2 separate regions of the Rattus norvegicus genome follow, and region 1 is linked to region 2. The links are chromatin contacts, called in public Hi-C maps. All regions are on one chromosome and are shown on one strand. Each heading gives the region's core, a stretch centred on a gene start, on an enhancer-like site or on the middle of the called end of the contact. The rest is flanking DNA. Distances are from core to core; before and after follow the strand shown.

The links. A called contact is a pair of places that touch in the nucleus more often than the background predicts.
Region 1: a Hi-C map of the A7r5 cell line shows a contact between it and region 2, with 4 times the contacts expected there. The contact joins two enhancer-like sites. A contact is called at or near these places in 5 of 12 Hi-C or Micro-C datasets (the A7r5 cell line, the Rat2 cell line, kidney and 1 more).

The regions. Positions count from the first base shown.
Region 1 is chr16:62,285,855-62,290,483 of GRCr8, reverse strand. The region is part of intron 5 of Dlc1 (DLC1 Rho GTPase activating protein); the gene reads right to left. Among named protein-coding and RNA genes, the nearest start is that of Trmt9b, 210 kb to the left of the region's middle. Within about 2 kb of position 3,338, at least 28 of the 93 cell types and tissues checked have an H3K27ac peak or open chromatin away from gene starts, as enhancers often do. A contact at or near this core is called in the A7r5 cell line, where this site is marked.
Region 2 is chr16:62,118,347-62,122,891 of GRCr8, reverse strand. The region is part of intron 4 of Dlc1 (DLC1 Rho GTPase activating protein); the gene reads right to left. Among named protein-coding and RNA genes, the nearest start is that of Dlc1, 130 kb to the right of the region's middle. Within about 2 kb of position 1,466, at least 12 of the 93 cell types and tissues checked have an H3K27ac peak or open chromatin away from gene starts, as enhancers often do. A contact at or near this core is called in the A7r5 cell line, where this site is marked.

The DNA of each region.
Region 1 (4,629 bases), core at 2,089-4,588, 170 kb before region 2:
CAGCTGTAAGCCAGGAGGATGAGTCAGAATGGTGGATCCACCTTTGTGTTCTTGACCTCAGCAAAGCTAGACGCTTTCAGAAAACCACAGAATGGAGCTCAAAGTCTAGGGTCTAATCCTCGTTTGTGTCTGGGCTATGTGCGTTCTTGGCAAAGTCTTGCCCTCAGAGCATCCCTTTCTTTGTGTATAAAATAAAGGGTTTGGCAGTAGTAACTCCTATTGTCCTCTTAGCCTTTGAACATCTATGATTTGTGCTTTTAATCCTAGCACTCTGGAGGCAGAAGCAGGGAAATCTATGTGAGTTCAAGGCCAGGCTGGTCTACATAGTGAGCTACAGGCCTGCCAGGGCTATATAGAAAGACCTTGTCTCAAAAAATTAAAAAAGAAAATAAAAGTCCATGAGTTCAAGTTATCTCTACTCTAAATTATTAAAATTCTTTACAGTTGTTCCCTGTTATTCACTGAAGAATAGGCTCCAAGAACTGGAATCACAGACAGACAGACAGACAGACAGACAGAGTATGAGACCATACATAGTTCATATACATTTTGTTCTCCATACATGCATAATTACAATAAAGTTTACCTTATAATTTAGGCACAGGAAGAGATTAACAACAATAGCTAAATGTAAAAGAGAATAATTATGTCAATATAATAAAAGTATGAGAATCACAACTCTTACACTAAGGGGACAACTAGTAAGTAAGCTAAGAATCATTAAAACATAAGCGCTGTGATACCTTGACAGTGACTCTGATAATCCTGATGGTTCCTAAGTAACTCGTTAGTAGGTAGTGTATACAAGATGGATCCCAGGAAGGACACAGAGCCTCACTAAGAGATTTTTATCTATCGAGAAATGCATTCAGTTGAAAGTGATTAATGCTTGCTTCTGGATAGCTCCATTTAATACTTTCAAAATGCAGTTGGCTACGAATAACTGAAACCTTAGAGAGTAAAACTGCAGAGAATGGAGGACCGTTGTGCTTCAGGGAAGTCAGCTGTATTATTCGTTGACTCGGGATAGAACTAGGTTTGGGAAATTAGATGCCACACAATTTTGGAAATCGCCCTCTTTAAGGCTACACAGGAACGAGGAGATGGCTCAGCTGGTAAGGTGTTTGCTATGCAAGCATAAGGACCTGCGTTTGACCCTTGCTGGAAGACAGAGATGGGTAGAATCCTGAAGCTCACTAGCAAGGCAGCCTAGCTTAATTGCCTAGCTCCAGGATTCCAGTCTCGAAATGATGTGCATGATGATGCTATCTATGGAATGACCAATGAGGTTGACCTCTGGCTCTCCACACATACTTGCATATATACTTCATGTATGCTTATATGCATGGTATGTACACATATACATACATACAAAAACACTCAAGTAAGACAATGCAATTACGAACACAGCATTGAGTATGAAAGTGATTTAGAATAAGAAAAGAAGTTATAAGGGTCTTCCAGACATGAGCTTTCACTCCTTTCCTTCTGATAGCTCTGTTGACAACTCCCAGGCATGATCTTACAGAAATGCTTCTTGATTCCAACCAGACCTCCCCTCTTGCCTGGTATGACACAGTACAGGTCCCTTCAAGAGTCCAGCTCATCTTAGGATCTGTGCATGCTAAGCTTCATTATGGGTGAAAGGTCCAAATTCATATGTTGAAGTCCTACCCCTGCCTGCACAGTCAGAACACAGTCTGATTTGGAGATAAACTCCTTAAAGGGGTGATTGATGTGACCGTTAGATTCTTTCAAGCTTCATGCCTTTGCCCAGAAGCTTGTCTTCTGTTGCAATCCAACCTATCCTAGCCTTCCTTGTGGTGAAACCTCCCACGCTCAGAGTATACTAATAACCGATTGGCTGTCATTTACTTTGCTATGGGCAGCCACATTTCATCATGGCTACGCATGCTGGTTGTCCTGGAGTATTACTTTGGATTTTGATCCTACAGCTTCTTCCTTATTGGCTAAATCTTTGGAAGACCACTAGGATGGTATCTTAGGTTAAATTCAGGTGTTAGAAAAATTCCTTGAACAATATTTTTTTTTTGAGATAGGTGGATGGAGACTCATTTAATTTTTTTGAAGTCTTCTAGATGTTAGTTTTGAAGTTAAAAGATAATGAAATTCACTACACTTAACTGATTGATAGTCTATTACAATACCTGCATTGAACACGTAAAAGCTGTGTCAGAGTGAAAGTTATTTTGGCGTTAAGGCTGAAATCCCCCACTGCCTCCCACTAATTCACTTATCTCTTCTTCTGTTGTGGCAACCCAATCCTGGTTATTGCCTTCTGTTTTTCTACGGCCTACGCCAGCAACGGAAGTTCACAAGAATATCTTCCAAAACCCTTTGGCCAGAACTAAAGGAAGTGAGTACACTCAAGGGTAGAGGATGATTCAATCTCTCTGAGTGCTCAAGTCTTGGTACCCCTTCAGAAACCATTGAAAAGGATGCCAGCAAGCTGTAATTACTATGGTGCTCCCTGGGAGGTGGAGGCCTGCCAGTACTCACTGGATCTCAACCAACAATTCATTTCTAGTGAGTCACTGAAGGAAATGAGTATCTAGTTTGGCCATTTTTTAGGGAATATCTAACACCCTTAAAAATCCAAATGTGTGCTTGATACAAAGATTTATAAAACTATACTTATCATTATGACATGTGATATGTATGATACATGATATATACACACAAATAATACACATATATGTATACACACATGTATAACATATGCCATATATATGTATATACATGTATGTATGTATGTATGTATGTATGTATGTATATATTATATGTGTGTATATATAGTTTCTGGCAGGCCTGGAACTAAGTAGGCCAGGCTGGCTGTGTGTCTGCTTCCTGAGAGATGGGATTAAAGGCATGGGTCACTATGTCCTAGCCTCACCAGCATTTTAAATGGAGGCTTAAATATGCACTAAAGATAGTATTGCATTAGAGATTTATGACAGAGAAAAACCAAATAAGAATGCACTTGGTTCATACAAGTCTGCATCGAGTGATGAAGCCTTATTTCCCTACTGAGAAACTATACCTGTATTCAAAGGTATTTCTCAAATGTCACAATCTTCCACAGAACAAGGATCTCCTGGATGAGGGGGATCCAGTACTCTTCTCAGGAAAGCAGGCTGCTTTTGCAATCAGAACAGCTTCCAAGGTTCTGAGGCCAATAATGGCCCGGAATGATTTAACATCACCTTCGGAAACTTCCTTGGGAGCCGAGTGGGTAGCTATGAATCACCACGCACCCTCTGTACACGTCGTTACCGAGCTCCTCGGACTATTATAGGAAAGTCATACTTCGCATTTTTTTGGGTAAGAAATGCTTTTCCTGATGGCATCAGACTGTCTGGGAGTCGAAGTTGCAGCAGCCCCTGGTGAGCAGTGTACCTTGGGTTTGGATGGATTCCAGACGTATCTGCAAATGCTGTTTCGAGCTTCAGTCAACATACCTGATCAGGAATATGGCCACAGGCAGAAGTCGTGCCTCTGGCAACGAGGAGAGAGCTTTCTTTCATTCTCGTGATTTCAAAGAAAACATTGAACTAATTTTTAACTCCTTCATGGTTGATGAGAAGTCGTATTGGTGGCCTGAACTTAACTTCTCTCAGTGTGGCTAAGACTGTAAACCTAGGAGAATCAACCCAATTCCCACTGACTGAATATGGGTCTCTGATTTGCTAAGGCTGTTGCACATTAACTGGGCCAAAGTTCATACCATGACACATTATCGAAGAGGGGGGGAGTTAGTGGTAAGCCCCAAATCCTTGTGTTTTAGTCCCATGTATATACTGCATTTTCTGTGTAGCTTCAGTGCTGGACAGGTTCCCTGAGCCATCTGTTGGGGCTGATGGATCCACTTTGTCAGCAACTGCAGATGACAATCATTTTGTGGTGAGATCAAAAGCTGCCGTGTTTCTCAATTGAACGTGTTCTCACAGGCAGCCGCTGATGCATGAGTCTGTATCAGGCCTTCGTACAGACAAGCGAACAGCTCCTGTCAGTGGTGACTGCTCAAGCTAAAGGGACTGTGAGTGCCACTCTTTGCCGCCTACATCTATAGGACGTGAAGCTCAGTGGGTGGAGCTGAGGATGCCTAATTCATAGAAAAGTATTTCAAGAACATTTATCATCATTGTCGTCGTCGTCGTCGTCATCGTCATCGTCGTCATCATCATCATAGTTTCTTTGTGTGGATGAAATTCTTCTGTGCAGGAATTTGGCTCTTTAAGTGTAACCTTAAACAGTAGTATATGACCTATAGGTTAAAGCCAATTGGAAACAAGTTTCAGAATGAAATAAAAGATTTGTCCCTCCCTTCTTTGTCCTTCTTTCTTCCTTCGCTCCTTTCCCTCCCTCCCTTCCTCTCACTTTCTTTGTGTTCTCTTGAGCAGACTTCACGATGTGCTTCAGGTTGGCCTTGATTTTGAGTTGCTTCTGCCTCAGGCTTCCAAGTGCTAGGGTTACAGGTGTGCCTCCCATAGATTACCTGGAAGATTTGTTCTCTAACTCTACTCCTTCGGTGGACGCCACAGTCCCAACTGACAGGCACACCTCTGAAGGTGACAGCTTCATGGCAGGGGCGTGAGTAAGGAGCCTCAT
Region 2 (4,545 bases), core at 217-2,716:
AGAAAGTACCCTGTAGGAACCATTCTGTTGACAAATCTGAGAGGAAATACTTTGAGTCAGATTGATATTTTCCCTTTGGGAGGGAAGTATACTAGACTATAGGATGTGGAGAGCCAGGGTTAGCCTACTTGGTTTGGCCCACTGATATCTAGGGCTCTGTGTGAAAAGCTGATCCATCTCTTCAGTGCCTTTGACTCCCAGAGAGCTCTCCACAGGAGGAATTACTGGCCACAGCGTATCTCAATATGCCCTATTTCCAAAATGCTCTTGAAAGTGGGATGGTTCTCCGATGGGTGTGATCAGAGTGCACAGAACAAGACACTTTGATTTTTTACAAGGACTCATGCCAGAGGCTTCAGGTGTCACAGATCTCATTTTATTTCAGATCTGGGAGTCTGCCTTCCTCAATTAGCACCACACAACACCTTCATTGTGTACTCCCTGATCAGCAGCCTCTCCTTCTAGGCTTCCAGACGTGTGTCATTTCCACCGAATATTTAGTAGCACACAACCGCCTGAAGTGGGAAGACCGGAATGTAAGGCATGTCTGACCGAGGAGTAGGATTCTTATTTTGTAAGGAATGACTCAACTGTTCATGGAAACATCTACGTCCCAGTCCTATTCTTAAAAATAAATAAATATCAGGAGTTCCCCGTGAGAGAGGCACACAAGGACTCAGGTTATTCATTTCCATGAAGTCACTCACAGCAGGCCTGTCTGGAAAACCACTTTCATCTCTTACAAAGAGAGTGGGTAGGGAGCAGACTATTGAGAAGCCTTAAAGACCAGGACTTTAAAATGCAAGGTGAATGGAGAAAAGCCACCTTTCAGTCAGGTGAATCTGGACCAAACCCAGATCAATTTCTATACTTCAGCTGAATGTGTTCTGTGTGGAAACCATAGAAGTACAGACTTGCAGGAGAGACATCTCTAGAGCCAGTCCAAAGAGCTGCTCAAAACCAAGTTTACCATAATCCCAGCGTTCTAACAGAGGGAGCTAGAATACTTGGACTCCACAATGCTCTGCCAAGAGAGAAGCTCTGATCTTATCTGCTTTGTGGAGTCGGTGTACTTTAACTTATTCAACACATGTATTAACCACCTACAGAAGCATGTTGATCCAGTGCTCAAGTTCATCATGGTTCTTGAGGCCATAGGGTCAATGGATCTTTGGAGGCTGTCATGAATGGTGGTCCAATCTTTGAAGATTAATACTCTAAAACCCAGGAAGACAATATCTTTGGAGGAGACGAATAAAGAGGTATGGATAGAGAGCATCGTCTTCACTTAACTTCTGTGTTGTTCTGTCCATAGTCAGGCAAGAAAACAGAGAGCTCGTGTAGAGGGGATGCAAGTTGTAAGCCCTCAATTTTGCACTGGCAACATGCTGGCTCCAGAAGACTCAAAACGTTCAAGGCCATAGTGTCTGCTTCTTGACTGAGTCATAGGGTCCTTGGCTGGAGTTCATGTGAGGAATCTTTCCACTCTCATGTGGAAAGCCTCTTCTGCGGGCTCCTGTTGGTAATGGTGACTATGCTGTGAGATCACTTTATTCTTGATTCTCATTCACATATGCATTCTCAGCAATGCATAAGTACCTAGACACCTGAACCATGTGCTAAACTTCCAAGTCTCATTGTGCTGTGTGCATGGGGTAGACTTGTAGAGTTAATGAACTTCTAATAAGTTCATTGTATTTATTTAAGCTAACCATAAAGTTTGTCAAGGTGTTGAACAATCAACACTATTCTTTTGGGGGGGTGGAGCTTAGCAAATAATAAATAAATTAACTTAATTAAAATAAATAAATATTGAAATTGTTTTCATCAAAATCATCAAAGGGTGTTTTTTTTCCTATGGTTATTTGTTAAGCCGAATGGGCAATTTTTGGTCCTTGTCTTATTCATTTGGTTTTTCTCTAGCTTTTAAAAACACAAAGAATGCTTTCAAGCACCATGGTGTTTTAGTTCTCTGAAATAACACATTCCTTTATTTTGTGGCATTCAGATTCCATTTCCTTGGAGGGTTTTTTCTTTTCTTTCTTTTTTTTAGGAGCTCCAGAAAAAACCTGGAAGTCATCCAAATCCTTTTTTTTTTTATAGATCATAGTTGACCTTGTTCCTCGTCTCCCTCCTGTCCCCATTAAAAACCATACCTAGAATGTCAGCAACATTGGTCTAGCCTCTGTCTTTCTGTACTGCAACGTTTGTCTGCTACCTGGTCTCCTGCTCGTCATCACTGCTTATGCCTGTGGGTTGTCTTTACACGCTGTCCACTGGAGATGCAAGTAAGATCATGTGCTATTTCTATTGAGAACTCTCATCTGGCCTCTCATACAGAATTGAAGTCAATGCCCTTGACCTTTGAGGGTTGCAGGCAAAGAGGTAGGTGATGTACATTATTAAAATGCCATCATGAAACCTCTAAGTATACATGCTAACTAAAATAATTACAAAGCTGGGAATGAACGAACAGAAAGAACCTGTTGATGGCCTATGGGGCCTTGAATGGTTTGAATTCTTGATTCTTGCTCGATGACCTTCTTTTTCAGCATACTTGCCTTCTCCTTCTCAAGTAAACACATAGATTTAATCTCCCACTTCTTTTAATCTCTACTCAAAATACTGATGTCTGCTTCTCAGTGAAGCTCATTTTGCTTATTCTTTCTAAAACTTTGCACATCATCCATTCTTCTGAGGGCATCCAATTTTTTTTTCTTTTCTTTTTTTCGGAGCTGGGGACCGAACCCAGGGCGCTCTACCACTGAGCTAAACCCCCAACCCCAAGGGCATCCAATTATTAAGGATACTGAATTCCATTCTAATCTGGATAGTTTTGTATCTTCTAATATACTATGGGCTCTTAAATACCTGGAATTTATGGTCTCATTTATTGTTGTTGTGGTCAACTTCACACAGTGATATACTACTTGACACAGAACAGAAGCTCAACACACACTTGCTGACTCCATGTTGCCGTTGTCATGGTTTCTCTCCATCTCTTCTTCCTGCACTGGGCGTTTATCGCCTGTCTAAAGCTATTACCTGTGGATAGCACCTGAGGGCTAAACTCTCTGTGGAGCTCCTGATGTGTGTTTCACAGTTTAAACAGTTAAAACAGTTTAGTCACAGTCTGGCTTTTCCATGAGCCAGGACTCTTTTTAATAAATGGCTTAAACCTACTGAAGTTCAGTGCCCGAGAACCCAGTTGTAGGGGCTGGCTTCCAGTGGGGCTGAAATCAGGGTTCACCTCATGTCACCAAAATGTACTTCTTCTTTCTCCCCAACGAAGCTCTGTTTATCTCTTGCCTATATTCTTGGGACTTCTTAGGAGGAGGCAATCAGTGGTGGCCTAAATGGAATTCAAAGGAAGCAGGCTCTTCACCTATGAAATTGCTGTTTTTGAAAGCATAGCATAGAGAATCTTAACTTTCCCTTTCCTACTGTCAACACAGACACTAGTTGTCATAGGCTCTACATTTGAGAACAGTATGGTTTTATCATAGCTACCAAGTGTAGTGTCTTGTCTTAGGTGAGGTTCATGATGACTAGTTTTTTGTCAGTTTGACACAGGCTAGGATCATCTGGGAAGAGGAATCTTCAAATGACAAAATACTGGGTTGTGAGGCACCTTTTTGGTTCATGATTGAGGTCGAATGGGCTAAACTTCTGTGGGTGGTATCATACTTGGACGGGTAATCCTGGGTTGAATAAAGAAGCAGGATGAGTGAGTTGGGGCAGCAAAGCCAGTAAGGAGTGTTTCTCCAGGGTCTCTGTTTCAGTTCCTGCTTCTAGGTTCTTGCCCTGAGTTCTTGTCTTGACTTCTCTTTAGGACAGACTGTGATTGGGTTGCATAAGTCAAATAAACCCTTTCCTCACCAAGATGATTTTGGCCCTGGTGTTTTATACTAGCAATAGAAAGAAAACTAGGACTGGTTCCTGAAATGAAAGTTGAAGATTGTTTACAGAAGGGAAAAGAAAGGGGAAAGACATCCCCTATCTTGACAGTGCTATTTTCCAGTTGCTCAGTCACTAAGCATTTTGTCACCCCTGCTTTACTTTATATATACACCGATTACTTCATTTTAAAGGCAGGAATTCTTTAATACAGTTATGGATCTATCCATACTTCTTCTGTACTCCTTAATATTTAACTAAGACATCACCTTTTTGTTCGTAGATTATTGGAATCACCTTCGAATCAATCTACTTCTCCAGGGTCATTTCTATGTATTTTTTTCCCATTCAAATGAGATTTTTCCACAAAATGCCTTACCTTTGTCTCTTATCTCTGTGTCTGTGTTCGTGTCTGTCTTTCTTTCCCTCCCTCCCTCCCTCCCTGCCTCTCTCCCTCCCTATCTACCTGTGATGGTTAGGAGACACACTGATGCCGATGAACTGAACTGCTATCCCTAAAGGTTCGTCAGGTTAGCTTCCCCATCTCCACTGCTTTGCTCACACAAATCCTTTTGCCTGGAAACTTCTTTCCTCCGTTCTCTATATGGTAGATTCATCTGACTTTGACTAGTCAGTACATGGTTTAGT